Regions from separate parts of the Sus scrofa genome. Here region 1 is linked to region 2. A link is a contact called in public HiChIP or PLAC-seq data. All regions are on one chromosome and are shown on one strand. Each heading gives the region's core, a stretch centred on a gene start, on an enhancer-like site or on the middle of the called end of the contact. The rest is flanking DNA. Distances are from core to core; before and after follow the strand shown. Region 1 overlaps SGMS1 (sphingomyelin synthase 1). Region 2 has its middle 170 kb from the start of MINPP1.

The links. HiChIP or PLAC-seq counts read pairs in DNA pulled down with a chosen protein or histone mark.
Region 1: an H3K27ac HiChIP or PLAC-seq map of alveolar macrophages shows a contact between it and region 2. The contact joins two enhancer-like sites. A contact is called at or near these places in 1 of 47 Hi-C or Micro-C datasets (heart right ventricle) and 1 of 2 datasets of contacts at active chromatin or transcription factors (alveolar macrophages).

What each region holds. Positions count from the first base shown.
Region 1 is chr14:99,157,116-99,160,239 of Sscrofa11.1, forward strand. The region is part of intron 3 of SGMS1 (sphingomyelin synthase 1); the gene reads right to left. Among named protein-coding and RNA genes, the nearest start is that of ASAH2, 17 kb to the left of the region's middle. Within about 2 kb of position 1,461, at least 12 of the 83 cell types and tissues checked have an H3K27ac peak or open chromatin away from gene starts, as enhancers often do. A contact at or near this core is called in alveolar macrophages, where this site is marked.
Region 2 is chr14:99,399,350-99,402,817 of Sscrofa11.1, forward strand. It overlaps a transcript of SGMS1 not described here. Among named protein-coding and RNA genes, the nearest start is that of MINPP1, 170 kb to the right of the region's middle. Within about 2 kb of position 1,707, at least 31 of the 83 cell types and tissues checked have an H3K27ac peak or open chromatin away from gene starts, as enhancers often do. A contact at or near this core is called in alveolar macrophages, where this site is marked.

The DNA of each region.
Region 1 (3,124 bases), core at 211-2,710, 240 kb before region 2:
ACGTTCCCAACCACTGCAGTAAAGTGATTATCCCAATAAAGTCAGTCACACAAAATTTCTGGCTTCCCAGTGCATTTCATATAAACGTCGTTACACTACACTGTAGTCTATTAAGTGTAAAAAAAGTGTACATGACTTTATTAAAGTACTTTATTGCTTGGAGTTCCCATCATGGCTCAGTGGTTAACAAACCCGACTAGTATTCATGAGGACGCAGTTTGATCCTTGGCCTTGCTCGGGGGGGTTAAAGATCTGGCATTGCCGTGAGCTGTGGTGTAGGTCACAGACATGGCTCAGATCCAGAGTTGCTGTGGCTGTGGTGCAGGCCAGCAGCTACAGCTCTGATTGGACCCTTAGCCTGGGAACCTCCAGAAGCCAGGGGTGCAGCCCTAAAAGAAAAAGAAAAAGAAACGAAGGTTAAATACCACAAGATTACACAATAAATAGAATAATAGGAAAATTTTAAAAATGATGAGAATTACCAAAATGTGACACAGATATGAAGTGAGCAAGTGATGGAGAAAACTGCTACTGATAGATTTGTTCAACCCAGAGTCAGCATGAACCTTCAATTTCTAAAAAATGCAGTATTTGTGAAGGGTCACAAAGTGAAGCTCAATAAAACAAAGTGTGCCTGTACCCTCTCAAGACCCACTGAACCAGAATCTGAGGTGATTCAAAGGCACTGAACTACACTATAATTGCTTAATAAATTATTAAAAAAAATAAACAAACAATGCTATGTAGTAAATTTATATTATAAATATCTTCTACTAAGAGGAAAAAACAAAACAAAATGTTTGGTATAATCATAGCTACTTAAAAAAACACGCACAGGAGTTCCCGTCGTGGCTTAGCAGAAACAAATCTGACTAGTATCCAGGAGGTTGGATCCCTGGCCTCGCTTAATGGGTTAAGAATCCGGTGCTGCCATGAGCAGAGGTGTAGGCCAGCAGCTGCAGCTCTGATTCGAACCTTAGCCTGGGAATTTCCATATGCCACAGGGTGTGGCCCTAAAAAGACCAAAAACATAATAAAGCACAGAAAAAGTCTAGAATATGCACACTACATGTTAACATGGGTTGAATGGAAATTGGTAGGAGTTCTCCTAGTCTGTCCCAAGGGAACGTGTGCTCCTGCTCGTGGGGCTAGAAAGAGAGGGATTCTCTTGGAGTTCTATAGTTCTGAGATTTGGGTGACCTTTGAGTATGGGCAGGAGAGAGGGGAGGAAAGAGGACGAGAGTAAGAAATGGGAGGAGGAAGGAGGGAGGAGGGGAAGGAGGAGGGTGGAGGTGGGGGAGGAGAAGAGAGGAGGGAAGAAGGGGAAGGAGCCCTGGGAAGGAGGAGGGGAGGGGAGGGGGAGGAAGAGCCGAAGGGAGAGGGACAAGGGATGAGGAGGGGGAGGAGGGAGAGGGAGGCGGGAGGAAGAAGAAACAGCAGGAGCAACAGAGCAGCAAAAACAGGAAACTCCCAGCTGGATTGTTCATACTTCTCATTTCTCATTTTAGCTTCCTTCCCCACTCTGTCTGTTACCATTTCCCAGTATCTTCAAAGAGCAGCTCCAGACACTGTGCCTGTGTTCTGTCTGGGTGGCATCCAGTGCGAGGGTAGGAAGATAGAGTGCGCTCACGCCATCATATCTGGAGCTGTAACCTCCCCATCGGTAGGCTTTTGAGGGTTCATTTTGAAAGCAGAGTTATTTGGGGGGAATTCACACAAACGCTTTCTCAATGGGCACTACAAAGCTGTGACGAGGTCTTGTATTTACACCATTCTGAATTATGGTCTCCTAGGGTCACAGAAAAATTACTCTTCGGTAAAAACAAAGCAATTTTTTTTTTCAACTTCTAATGAATGTTCAAGAAATTAAACATCACTTAAGCAACATAAGACAAAACAAGAAACTGAGAGCAGAAGGCAGCATGAGAGGCTTCTGAATGAAACAGATTGCTCCAGAACCGTTCAAATCGGTGCGACTTTGCTTACTAAAAAACAGGTTCCCTGAGGACATTTTCAATGCTGAGTGACTCAATGCTCTGATGATGGTCTGCTCATCACCACTCAGTTTGCAGGAGGGCTCATGCACTTGCCTTTTCTCTTAACCACATTTGAAACTCGGGGATCTTCCCTGTGCTTCACTCCCTATTGGCAGGGCAGGGGAAACCTGGAACCCACACTCACCAAATAATGCTACACGGATCACTGGCTTTGGTGTAACTCTGACAAAGGGTTGAAAGTGTGTGCTAAAGGGTAGAAATGCTATTTGACATAATCCTCACCTCTTACCCATGCTTCATCCTACAGCAGCCCTGAAAAATCAATAAGGCAGGCCTTCACTCTGTCCTGGGTCCCCAGGCTATTCAGTTTTGGAGCTGGAATGGGTTCCAAGTCCTCTGATTGCACACAGCTTATCTGCAAAACTGTAGGCTCCTGTACACTGACAGTGCCTTCCGAGCCTGCATGAACCAGGAACCAGATCGGTATTTAGTAACCTTTCCTTGAGCAGTCTAGGTTCCTTATGAAGGTAATGTCATGCCATCATGCCCCATTCCAACCACCACGGTCAGGTGTCCCCTAAAGTCCTCCCTTGTCCACTCATTCATTCATATCGTTCATTCAGTGAACTGACCTACTACTACCTGGCCAGAGCAAGTACTTCTTGTCTTGTTCCTTATGAATTCTTCCTCAGATGGTAATCACTTCACTCTTGGGAGGATACAGTTTCATCCACAGTTATTATACCATCTCAACTGATGTGAAGTAGGGAGAATTCCCTAAGCACACCCTCCTAGAACTTACATCAATACAACTTGAAAAACACTTTTCCCTCCACTAAGCTCTGAAAGATTTGGCTCTCTACACCTCTCCATGATCCAACGAATCCATCAATTCCTACATTAGGCAGGCTTTTTTTTTTTTTTTTTTTTTGGAGGAGGGGTTGTCTCTAAGTAATTATCAGCAATAAAACACTAATCCCCAACCAGTTTCTTTTCCCCAGTGAAAGCTTTGTAGAGTCCAGTCCAGTTTCTTTGTAGAATGCCCCTCAATTTGGTTTTATCTGGTTGTTTCCTTATGCTTACACTCAGGTTAAGTGTTATTGGTAGGAGACCTTGTATCTGGTGCA
Region 2 (3,468 bases), core at 457-2,956:
AAAAATATTTTTCCCCCTTCAATCAAACATTCTCTGGATTTTAGGCATTCTCGTTGTGGCTCAGCAGGTTATGAACCTGACATAGAGTCCATGAAGATGCAGGTTTGATCCCTGGCCTTGCTCAGTGAGTTAAAGATCTAGGAGTGCCACAAGCTGCGGTGTAGGTCACAGATGTGGCTTGGATCTGGTATTGCTGTGGCTGTGGTGTAGGCCAGCAGCTGCAGTTCCAATTCAACCCCTAGCCTGGGAACCTCCAGATGCTGCAGATGCGGCCTTAAAACAAACGAACAAACAAAACCTGGATTTTAAGACTTTCCAGAAATACTAATTTACAAAGCATTGTATCTCTTATTGCATCACATTTTATACTTAAATGTTTATTTTCAGGAAATGATTATGTGTTCTGCCTCCCGATTTTATTCATATGCCACCCTTCAGGTATGGGAAAGGGTTTAGGAACATTTGTCTAGTTCAGTAGGAAAGGAAAAAAAAAAAAGCAGATGGGGTGTGAACCTCATGATTTTTTAAACGCTCTTGCCCAGATCATATTTCTGTAATATATCAAACATCCCATTTTTATGAGCAAAAAGCATTCAGGGCTACAAGAGCAATATTTTTAAACAGGTAGAGATACATATTTCTATTTCTTCCAAAATCCTTTCCCTCCCATTAAAGGAGACAGATAAAATTTTTCAACCCTTTTGTTCTTACATAGCACCAAAAAGAGCTATTCAAGGTCTCTGACTCAAGGATGCTTGGTGAGTGCTTGAACGCTTGAATGAAGAAAGGAATGAAAGAATAAAGGAAGGAACAAACGCAGGAAAGAGGAGAATAACATTATTTTTGAGCCAAAAGGAACCCTGAGGATCTCCTGCTGTCTCCTTCAAGGTTTCCAGCCGGCTAAATCCCCTTCCTTTACTCCAAGCCCACACCAGCTGAGCTCCCATTCATCTATCCCATTCATAATTCCTAGCCTACTTCTATCCCATTCATAATTCCTAGCCTCATTTTCCCAAACCTTTACTAAGAGTAAAGGTTGGTTTAAAAAACCCCACGTACTGGAGTTCCCGTCGTGGCTCAGAGGTTAATGAATCCGACCAGGAACCATGAGGTTGTGGGTTCGATCCCTGACCTTGCTCAGTGGGTTAAGGATCTGGCGTTGCTGTGAGCTGTGGTGTAGGTTGCAGATGCGGCTCGGATCCTGCGTTGCTGTGGCTCTGGTGTAGGCTGGGGGCTATGGCTCTGATTAGACTCCTAGCCTGGGAACCTCCATATGCCGAGGGGAGCAGCTCAAGAAAAGGCAAAAAGACCAAAAAAAAAAAAAAAAAAAAAAAAAAACCCACACACAAATAGGTTTATGTTCCTGCGATACTTTTCCCCTACATAAAAGGGGAAATAATCTACAATGTACTGAGGTGGTATTTCTTTGTTCCAAAGACGTGGGGGCTATACGTGCTGCCTGGGACGCCCACAGATGTAATAAATGGTGTAGACTGCAAGCTTGTTTGGTGGGGTAGGGGGATGAACGGTAAGGACGCCAGGGAATGGGGGCAACGTGACAGAGGAGAAAGAAAACAGATTTTTGGAGAGGGGAAGTTTTTTCCTAGCTCGAAGGCAACAAAACATGGTACTTAAAAGTGTACACTTTAGAGGCCAATGGATCTGGAGGCAACGCTGACTCAGCCACTATTACGCAACCTGGGCTGAACCTCCCAGAGGCTTCCTGTTCCCTCCAAACAAGCTAGGGTGATCCCCAACGCAGGAGGTTGCTGTGACAAGGCTTCCAGATGGCATCTGGCACCTAGTGTGCCCCAATGACAACAATGGTGACTAATCTTCTCCATGGCCCTTTTGCAAGGTCTTTTGCTGACCTTCTAGGAATGCCTGGGTACACTGATTAAAACAGTTTTGTACTGGCAAAGCCCTGCAAACCATGTACCTTCCAAGGGAAAGATGCCATGAAAACTAACGGAAAACTTTTCTAGGCTTCCTGGCTTCTCATTCCAAGGAGGAAGTTTGGGGGAAAATGGAAGGTATTGTTTTCATAATCTTTACTATTTGAACCAGGCTTCCTCACTTGCCAAAGAAGTCTCATGAGAAACAGCTCAGATTCTTGGTTCCTCAACAGCAAGGGCAGTAAAGGACTAGAGCTCAATTTCATAAAAATCACAGAGCAGAACAGAAACCCTTTTCTACTAAATCTGCTATTAAGCCTCAGGTTAATTTTGCCACCGTTATTCCTTGTGGGCCTCAACTATTCTGAATTTATATATTTTTTCATAATACTGAAAAATATCAGCATAATCTGGACCCTTATAAGTATAGCTAATACCCCATATCACATATGAAATTCAACTCCAAAGTAAGAATTAAGACTTCGTGAGTAATATGAGAGATACATTCAAGGTTTATGTGCTACTGCACTATAACTACAGTCCCCTATTAAGGTTCTAATCACATCATATAGTGGGCCCTTTAATTCTCTGCTATTTCAAAAAAAGGTAAAAGAAATTGCTTCTGCCCACTATCTTTCCGCACAATCTAAATGATAAAACAGCCTGCCTCTGACAAGAATTTTATCAAGTCCAGGAGTTCCTATTATGGCTCAAGAAGTTAAAGACCTGACATCTTCTCCGTGAGGGTGTGGGTTTGATCCCTAGCCTCACTCAGTGGGTTAAGATCCGGTGTTTCCTCGAGCTGCAGCATAGGTTACAGATGCAGCTAGGATCCAGTGTGGCTGTGGCATGGGCGTCACCTGCAGCTCAGGCCTCAACTGCAGCTCTGATCTGACCCCCAGCCTGGGACCTTCCATATGCCACAGATGTGGCCATAAAAGGAGGGGGGAGGATTTTATCAAGTCCAACAGTAAACACTAGTTATCTCTTGTTGCCCAAGGATCAAATTACTAACCAAAAGTAAAAAAAAAAAAAAAAAAAAAAAATTCAACAGCAACAACCAGCTAATAAATTGTCTGTTTTATAAACAAATTCCTTTGCCCTTAGTGGAGGGAAAAGTAAACTCTAAAAAATTAAAACATTAAGAATCACAGCTTTATAAGGTCACTTTACCAATTCCCAGGCAGCCTATGTTCCCTGCCCCAGAGAAATGTCATGTCCATTTTAATAGTTAAGACTTTAAGAGAACATGGTGAACATTAACGAAAGGCAAAAGCTTAAGAGTCAGAAGAATAAGAACTAAGAAAAGCAAATTTGAATCCAGATGCAATTTAAACAAAGCCTGGCATCTTTTTCATTTCCCCACAGTGAGCACTGCTACATCAGGGACAGAGGCACCCAGGGAGGGTACCATACAGTATCCAGCACAGCACAGTATTTGAATATAATTATAGCATAATAATATAAAATAGTATGATAATAACATCCTCTGCATATTTAGCACTTACTACATGCCAGGTACTATAGGAAGCACAACATATACAGCATACATATATATGTGCACATATATGTA